Regions from separate parts of the Pelodiscus sinensis genome. Here region 2 is linked to region 1. A link is a contact called in public Hi-C data. All regions are on one chromosome and are shown on one strand. Each heading gives the region's core, a stretch centred on a gene start, on an enhancer-like site or on the middle of the called end of the contact. The rest is flanking DNA. Distances are from core to core; before and after follow the strand shown. Region 1 holds the start of AP3S1 (adaptor related protein complex 3 subunit sigma 1). Region 2 holds the start of PGGT1B (protein geranylgeranyltransferase type I subunit beta).

Region 1 (4,446 bases), core at 327-2,826:
AGCTATTCCCAGCACTGGCTCCTGCTTTCGCCCCCTTTGCTGTCTCACATAGAGGCAACGGGGGGAGGGAGGAGAGGTGAAATGCAAGTAATCGATTAGATTAACTCATTAGCCTAGACCAACTTCTCCAACGTTTTTGAGCATGAGATTGCTTTTTAAATTTAAGTGCAATCCAAGATCTCCCTCAAATATAAATATCCTTGCTCTGCCTCTTTCCCACCCCTGCTCACTTCATCTTTTCTCTCTTGCCCATCCTCACTCACTTACATCAGGCTGAGGCAGAGGGTTGGGGTGCAGGCTCTGGTCTTGGATTAAGGGATCTGGAATGTGAAAGGAGCTCTGAGCTAAGCTTGGGGCAGGCAGTTGGGATGTCAGAGGGGGTTCTAGGAGCAGGGTCTGGGAGGGTGTTTGGATGCAGGGGTGCTCGGGGCTAGAGCAGGGATGGGACATGGGCTCCAGCTGGGCAAGGCTGGTGACTCCTGGGTGGTGGTGCAGTGAGGCTACGGCAGGCTCACCCCTGTCCTGACCCTGCACAACTTCCAAAAGCAGCCAGCAAACTCCATCCCAAGTCCTGTTGTGCCCCCTCTCTGCTCTGTGAAGAAAGGATACAGAGTGGGAGGGGGCACCCTAACTTCAGCACCCCTCCTGTCCCTCCCCTGCCCTGCACAGAAAGCAGGAGGCTCCCAGGGTAAGGGGCAGCTCCAAGGCAAAAAGTGCGTAGCAGTGTGGGGAGGGGGCAGCTGAAGTGCTGGCACCTGATAGCCTCTTTGCCAAACTACTCAGGATCACCTGCCAGAGACTCCAAGATCTACCACAGGCAACCACTGGCCTACTCTTATCGATTGACTGGTCAACTACTCGGGAGCATCCTTACCAGGGCTCAGGCTGGCAGGTGCCGGGAAGGGACAGAACAGCCCAGGGTCACCCCTCAGTTGAGCTACCACAGGCCTGCAAGCTAAAACCCGCACCATCCTCCAGGGCTAATACAGGGAGGGCAGCCCCAGAGCCCGCCCAGCTGCCCTGGCCACGCCTCATACTGCCCTTGCCCCGCTGGCCTCCCAGCCAGGAATGTGAGCGTGTGTCCGTGTAGACACGAGCCCGGGCCCACGGGTTACACGCAGGCTGCCGGTGGCAGCGGGGGGCACGCACCGGCCTCGGGGAGCTGGCTGCCGCCCCGCCTGTCAGAGCGCGACCGCTGACACGTCTCGGGGGTGCGCGGCTGTTCGCGTCACGCATTTTAACAGCCCCAACCGCCTCCCGCGGCCCAGCCTGCCCCGCGCTACGGGCGCGGCCAACCTCAGAGACCCCCCCCCCCCCCCCGGCGCGCGGCGCCTGCCCTCCCCAGGCCCGCAAGCCCCGCCCCTACATAGCGCTGGTAGAACTTGGAGAGCCGGGGTTTGCCGTGGTTGTTGAAGATGAGAATCGCCTTGATCATGGTGAGGCGGCGCGAGGGGGCCGCTGCAGCCGGCCGGGTCGCTGCGAGCTCTGCCCCTCCCCCTTCGCTCTGGCAGCAGCTCCCGCACTATTCCTGCCCGGGGCGGAAACGGAACCGCTCCTGCTACTCACGTGACACCAAGTCACCTGACAAGAAAACGGCAGCGCTTGTCAACACGCGCCAGAGGGCGGGCTGCTCTGCGGCCTGCGTGATCACCGCCAGGAATTAATATGGTGCCGCACGCAACAGCGTCACTTCCGCCCTTACTTGTCCGGGAGCAGTATGTCTGAAGTGGAGGAGCAGCTACCGGTCTCTCCTCAGGATGGGGGCCGAGGCGAGTGTGTGGAAGAGTCTTCGGACAGAGGAGCCGCGGTGGGGGCTGCTGAGCCGCCTCCCCCTTCAGCTGGCTCCCCGGTGACCGAGGAATCCGCCGCCGAGGATACCAAGAAGAAAAGTAACAGAATGATTCCCCTGGGGGCGGGGCGAGAAGGGGCGTTCGCTCAGATTGCCAGGCCCATTGGCCAATGGGCCCGCCCACTCCAGCTTGCTCAGCCAATTAGGAAAAGCAGAGGCTGTGCGGCGGGGAGGAAATGCTGCGGGCGCGTTGGTATCTCCCGGTCGCGAGCGGGCCCACGGCACAGCGGCCGGTCCCATGTCCCGGGTGCGGGGGGGAGTGAGCTGGCGCCGGGGTTGTTCCCTTTGCCTGCGTCCCACCGGCAGCTGCCGGTTTCCATCGCTCCCCGCGCTCAGTCTTCGCTTCCGTCCTAGTTGACATCCTGCTGAAGGCCGTGGGGGACACGCCGATCATGAAGACCAAGAAGTGGGCGGTGGAGCGGACCCGCACCATCCAGGGGCTCATTGACTTCATCAAAAAGTTCCTCAAGCTGGTGGCCTCCGAGCAGCTGGTACGTGCCCTGCCTTGTGCAGCCTCCGGGCCAGCTGCCACAGCTCGGTGTCATGTAGGCGTGCCAGGGTAATCCCAGGGGTTGCAGGTAGGTGGAGAGGTGCAGCTGTGGAGCTGGCAAAGCTGCAGTCAGTACTGGGATGCTATGGGCTGCTTGTAAGTCCAGGTCTATGTTTGTGGGCAAAGTCGATGCAAGATATGTAACTCCAGCTATGTGAATTCTGAGGCTGGAGTCAATGCGCTCCCATTGACTTCCCTTATTCCTCCTGATAGTGCTGATGGAGGTGCCCTCAGTGTTCAATTTATTTGGTCTTTACTAGACCCACTGACTCGAATCATGGGGGCTTGATCGCCATAGCATCCATCCCCCAGTACAGGTCGTCCTTGCTATAAGTCCAAGATATGGTCCAAAAAAGCAAATTTTTCTCCCCCACACCCGACTCATTTGCACCAATTTTTTGGTTGGGGGTTTGTTTGTTTGTTTGTTTGTTCCTACAAGCATCAATGACTTGAGTGCAGAATGGATGTATACCAAGGCGACTTATAGTGGGGATGCCCTGAAAGTGGAGATGTGACCTCAATTGCCTAAGTTGCTGCTTTGTACAGTGATGATGTAATGCTCCAAAGGGAACCTGAGAATTTGTGCTTGCTGACTATGGAGCCTGTACACATTTGGTATAGCTAGGTTTTCATCACCCTGGAGTGTGTAGACAGCCTGCATTGAGAGAAGGGGTATTTCCCTCTGAGGAACACCAGCTCCAAAAACAAAGTTGGCTATGTTAACATAAACATTTTTCCATTGGCATAGTTGCATCCACATTTACATTAGGTTAGCCTAGTTGTGCTGGGCACAAACTCAGCTGTCTAACAGGATATGGAAGATATAATAAAACAGAAGGAGAAACACATCACTTATAGTGCACACAGGAAAATAAATCTCAAAAACCTTATTTGAAACAAAAGCAATTGAATTTTCCTTATGCACTTGTATAATGCTAGAGAACGGGAAGGCGGGCCTCACTCACATAATCAGCATACTGGAGAACATCTCCAAAGGGCTTTCTGTGTTATAACCCATCTCTGGGTGTTTGGCATTCTAGCAAAGTCCCTGTTGGCCAGTTAAAGAATAGAATTGCTAGGTTCCGTGCAGTACCTCTCTTCCTAAAGAACAGTAGCTTTGATGCAGAACTTTGAATGTGTAAACTGAGGTAAATATGGGGAACAGAAGGTAGCTTTCACCTTGTCCCTGACAGATATAGGGTTGAAGAAGTACTCCTCATAAATGGGAAGATCAACTCACCAGGCAGATTTTTCACTGTCTGTTATTTTCCCTCACAGTTTATATATGTGAATCAATCCTTTGCTCCTTCTCCAGATCAGGAAGTTGGGACACTATATGAGGTAACTTCAGTTTTTAGTATTGTTGTTAATATTTATTTAGTAAAAACTAACTGAATAATTGTCTGTCTTTTTAAATCCACTGTATGCTTGCTGTACCCAAAGTGGTGATATGAATTTGTTGTAACATCATGGCTATTGTGTGAATATATTAATAACGGATGACACTGTTTCAAGTTTGCAGATGATACCAAACTGGGTGGGGTTGCAACTTCTTTGGAGGATAGGGACATAATTCAAAATGACCTTAGCAAGTTAGAGAAATGGTCAGAGGTAAACAGGATGAGGTTTAATAAAGAGAAATTCAAAGTGCTCCACTTAGGAAGGAACAATCAGTTCCATACATACAAGATGGGAAGCGACTGTCTAGGAAGGAGCATGGCGGAAAGGGATCTAGGGGTCATAGTGGACTACAAGTTGAATATGAGTCAACAGTGTGATGCTGTTGCAAAAAAAGCAAATATGATTCTAGGTTGTATCAACAGGTGTGTTGTAAGCAAAACTTGTGAAGTCATTCTGCCGCTCTACTCTGCACTAGTTAGGCCTCAGCTGGAGTACTGTGTCCAGTTCTGGGCACCACATTTCAAGAAAGATGTGGAGAAATTGGAAAGGGTACAGAGAAGAGCGACAAGAATGATTAAAGGTTTAGAGAACATGACCTATGAAGCCAGGCTTCATGAACTGGGCTTGTTTAGTTTGGAAAAAAGAA
Region 2 (3,972 bases), core at 1,435-3,934, 320 kb after region 1:
ACTTGGTAAATAGTAAGTTATAGTTCTTTTAGAAGGTCTGTGGTAAGCCCATGTTTAAAGAACAAAGGAGCAAAGTGTGAATTTAACAACTGAGTAATTTTAAATGATTAGATGTGACTGAATCTATGCTTTTTTGACAACTTTTTATTCATTTCACCATCAGTCTCTCTTTGCACAGACCAGCAGTAATCAGCCATCATGTTGACATCCCAGCGTCCTTGATTTCTCTTTTCCACCATCTTGATATCCTGATGACATCTTTCCCCTTGCTCTTCACTGACACTTCCAAGATTTTCAGGAAAATAATCCAGATGGGAAAGCAAAACATGAACTTTCAAGCTCATGTTGCATCCAAGTCTTTCATATATGTTTAGCATGTTGCCAACAATGTTTTTTTAATCAGGATCTTTGTTATTCCTTAAGTTTTGTAAGACATTTCTGAAGGCTACCCAAGCGTCTTTCTCTGTGTCATTCATGGCTTCTTCAGAGTTAGTGTCAAGAATCAGTCTCCTGATCTGAGAACCCACAAAGACACCCTCCTTAACTTTTTGGTAACTCAAAGCTGGGAACTTGTTGCAAATGTACTTGAAACAGTCACCGTTCTTGGGTAATGCTTTCACAAATTGTTTCATCAAACCTAGCTTGATGTGGAGTGGAGGTAGCAGTACCTTGTTGAGTTCAATCAGTTTTTCATGAATTATATTCTTGGACCCGGGAGTCAGACTCTCCCTTGGTGGCCACTGTTTCCTTACCCAATGAAGATCTCTTGCTCTGCTATGCCATTTGCATAAAAAGCATGGCATTTTTGTGTAACCAGCCTGCTGACCAAGCAGCATACACAGCACCTTCAGATCTCCACATACAGTCCATTCATGCTCTGGACAATGCACCTTTTTCCAAGGAGAAGGTCAGGATTTCCATAGGTTTCTCTAAAGTGGACAGAATGGGCAATAGGCACAGAGGCATATTGATTGCCATTATGCAGTAGAACACCTTTTAGGCTTGTTTTTGAAGAGTCAATAAACAGTCTTCAGTCACCTGGTTAGTAAGCTGTCCCCAAGCTTTCTATTAATCAGGCAATGTTATTGCAGTATACCAAACAGACCATCCATAGAAAAATATGGAACAAACTCTTTCTCGCGGTTCCGTACCAAGCAAAATTTGTTCCAGAGGAAAGCAAATTCTTCGCTTGAAGTCTGTATCCCAAAAGCTCAGCAGAATCTTTAGGCAGATCCAGGTCTCTCACCAAGTCATTAAATTCACTTTGGGTGAAAAGTTGTGGCTCATTACTGACATGTTCTGGTGGATACTCAGTATTGCCTCCAACACTGTCAGCATCTGGGCACATTAAATTAAACTAGATGGCATTCATTTTGACGAATTCAATCAGTTCGAGGTATTTTTGCATTCAAGTTCTTGAAAATAAGTCACTGCATATAATGTATAAAGCATTATAATAGCATTTTTTGAAAAAGTAGACTCCAGTTTTCAGAAAATCTGTACATCATGGGCAAAAATGGATATAATCTTTGAACTCAGCACCCCAAAATGAGTTAAGAACAGTTATTTGTTCTCAAACAATGGAACCCATGCATAAGGGGCTAAGTCTTGACTGGCATGATTTTCCGCAAATGCTTTTAACAGAAAAGTCTTTCCGTTAAAAGCATTTGTGGAAAAGAGCGTCTAGATTGGTACAGACGCTTTTCCGCAAAAGCACTTTTTGCGGCAAAGCGTCTGTGCCAATCAAGACGTGGTTTTGCGCAAGAAAGCCCCGATTGCCATTTTCGCCATCGGGGCTTTTTTGCGCAAAACTGTTTTTAGCTGTCTACACTGGCCCTCTTGCGCAAAAACATTTCCGGGAAAGGGCTTTTGCCCGAACAGGATCGTCAAAGCATTTGCGTAAGAAGCACTGATTTCAGACAGTAGAATGGCAGTGCTTTTGCACAAAATCAAGCACCTAGCGTAGACAGCTGACAAGTTTTTGCACGAAAGCAAATGCTTTTGCGGAAAAACGTGCCAGTCTAGACGCAGCCTGGGTGTATTTGTAGCTATTATGAGACTTTATGTACAGCATTACCTGCATAGAGACTTTTAAATCTTCAAAATATGTTACATGTGCCCTGAAGTACTTGCAGCATTTTGCCCCACTGCAGAGAAGAGCTGCGGGGCTGGCAGGGCAATTCGAGCAGCTGTACCTGCTAGAGCAGCCGGGAAGCGGCCCTGTGCTTGGGCACGCGTCTGTGTGAGAAGGGCAATAAAACCCCCTCTCCGCCCTGCCCCCAGATCTGCACCCTTGGCACCTGTTACCCCCTTTGCCCCTCCCGGGGGGGGGGGGGGGGGGACCTGAGTACAGGTGCTGGCACCGGCTTCCCCCCAGCTCCAATCACCGCCCCCGCCCGATTCGCCCTTCCAGTCCGCGCTGGGCCCCACCAGGCCGTTAACAGAACCGGCCGCTGCGCCCCGCGCCCCTGCGCCGCTTTTAAGCGATTGTAAAGAGCTGGGAGCAGCGCCTGACGCCACGTAAGAGAAGGTGCGGGGAGAGTGAAGGCAGCAGCTCTTACTGAGCATGCTCGGTTCCACGCAGGAAGTGCTGCAGCCCCGAGGCACGTGACAAGGAAGCGTCTCTCGTCTTGGAGGACGTGCGCGCCCAGATCACGTGAGCGAGCCCCTCCGGCCGCGGCGGAAGTGGTCACTGAGCGCGCCGGGGTTGGGTAGGGAGGGCGGCAAAGATGGCGGCGGAGGATCCGGGCTGCGGGGAGGAGGAGCGGTTGGATTTCCTGAAGGAGCGGCACGTGCGCTTCTTCCAGCGCTGCCTGCAGATCCTGCCCGAGAGATACTCGTCCCTGGAGACCAGCAGGTACCGGCCGCGCTGGGGGCAGACGCCGCGGAGGGGCCCGTTGGCGCGGTCTCCGGGTCCCCTCCAGGCGCCGCAAGGTCGGGCTGTGCTCGTGGCCGCCTCCAGGCTGGGGATCCCGCCCGTTCGCGTGTCGGCGGCGGGATCTGTTCTGTGACGCGGCCTCTGGATTTAGCCTCCAGTGACGAGTCCCGCTGTAGGGCAGCCGCTGGTCTCCGATCCCGTTAGCGCGCCGGACTGGGCAGGCAGCTCGCTGCCGCTCAGGGACAGCTCGTGCCAGGGCTCTGGGTAGGGAGCGGTGAGCTGCTTGTCCTCTCCTGCGGGTGGTTGCCCCAGCCCTGAGGGAGGGAGGGAACCCGGTGCTAATGCACGATCGCCCATGCAGCTGCCCTGCTGGTGGTGCAGGGATGAGGTGTAGGTAAGATATTGGGGATGCTAACATACAGACATTTAAATGATAACCGGTAAGTCTAGTCTTATTGGTTAATCCAAGAGACTGCAGACACTGTATCAGATGCAGCAAGGTGGTGTGTGTGGACGCTAAATAGACTCCCTGTGCATGCTGGTTCCCCAGAGCTGCTGCCTGCCTTCCTGTCTCCCCAGTTAGATACAGAGAGGCAGCAGTATGTGGGGCAGCCTGCTTCCTCATACCACCTCCCACAGATACAGGGGCCTGCTAGCCATGTCGTCCCCGTCCCCCCGCCCGGGAGTATTTTGGTAGTCGTGTAATCATTACAAATTGTTGCAGCTATAAGATTACTAAAATAACCAATATCTAACATCCCTATAAGATACATGTGTTCCTGTCAAATTATTCTTTGACCATGAAGGTTTGGCTGTCACTGGTAAAATGTCATGGCTGTTCCTAAGCTAGCATTTTTATGGAACAGAGAAGCAAAAGCACCCACAATACTGCAGTTTTTGTTCTCCCAACCTGGCACTTTGGGACAAAGGTAACCAAGAGAAAGTTGGGATAAACAAGTGATCTTTCTAGTCCTTGTGGCTCTCCACCGTACATTAGAAAGAACTCCTGTTCTGTGTCTTTAAGGTCAGCAGGCATGCAGGCTGAATTAAGTCACTTATTTGAAAGCAATGATTTAAACCAGAGAGTAGAAATA

What was found. Hi-C and Micro-C count contacts between places; a contact is called where the count stands out from the background.
Region 2: a contact with region 1 is called in a Hi-C map of blood, with 3 times the contacts expected there. The contact joins the promoter of PGGT1B here to the promoter of AP3S1 in region 1. A contact is called at or near these places in 2 of 5 Hi-C or Micro-C datasets (blood and liver).

What each region holds. Positions count from the first base shown.
Region 1 is chr6:59,084,813-59,089,258 of ASM4963464v1, forward strand. AP3S1 (adaptor related protein complex 3 subunit sigma 1) reads right to left here and starts at 1,577. Exons shown (of 6, transcript XM_006134482.4): 1 at 1,367-1,577. The coding sequence starts at 1,435. It overlaps ATG12 (autophagy related 12), which reads left to right and starts at 1,685. Exons shown (of 4, transcript XM_006134484.4): 1 at 1,685-1,889; 2 at 2,204-2,340; 3 at 3,678-3,740. The coding sequence starts at 1,718.
Region 2 is chr6:59,407,273-59,411,244 of ASM4963464v1, forward strand. PGGT1B (protein geranylgeranyltransferase type I subunit beta) reads left to right here and starts at 2,685. Exons shown (of 9, transcript XM_006134476.4): 1 at 2,685-2,857. The coding sequence starts at 2,730.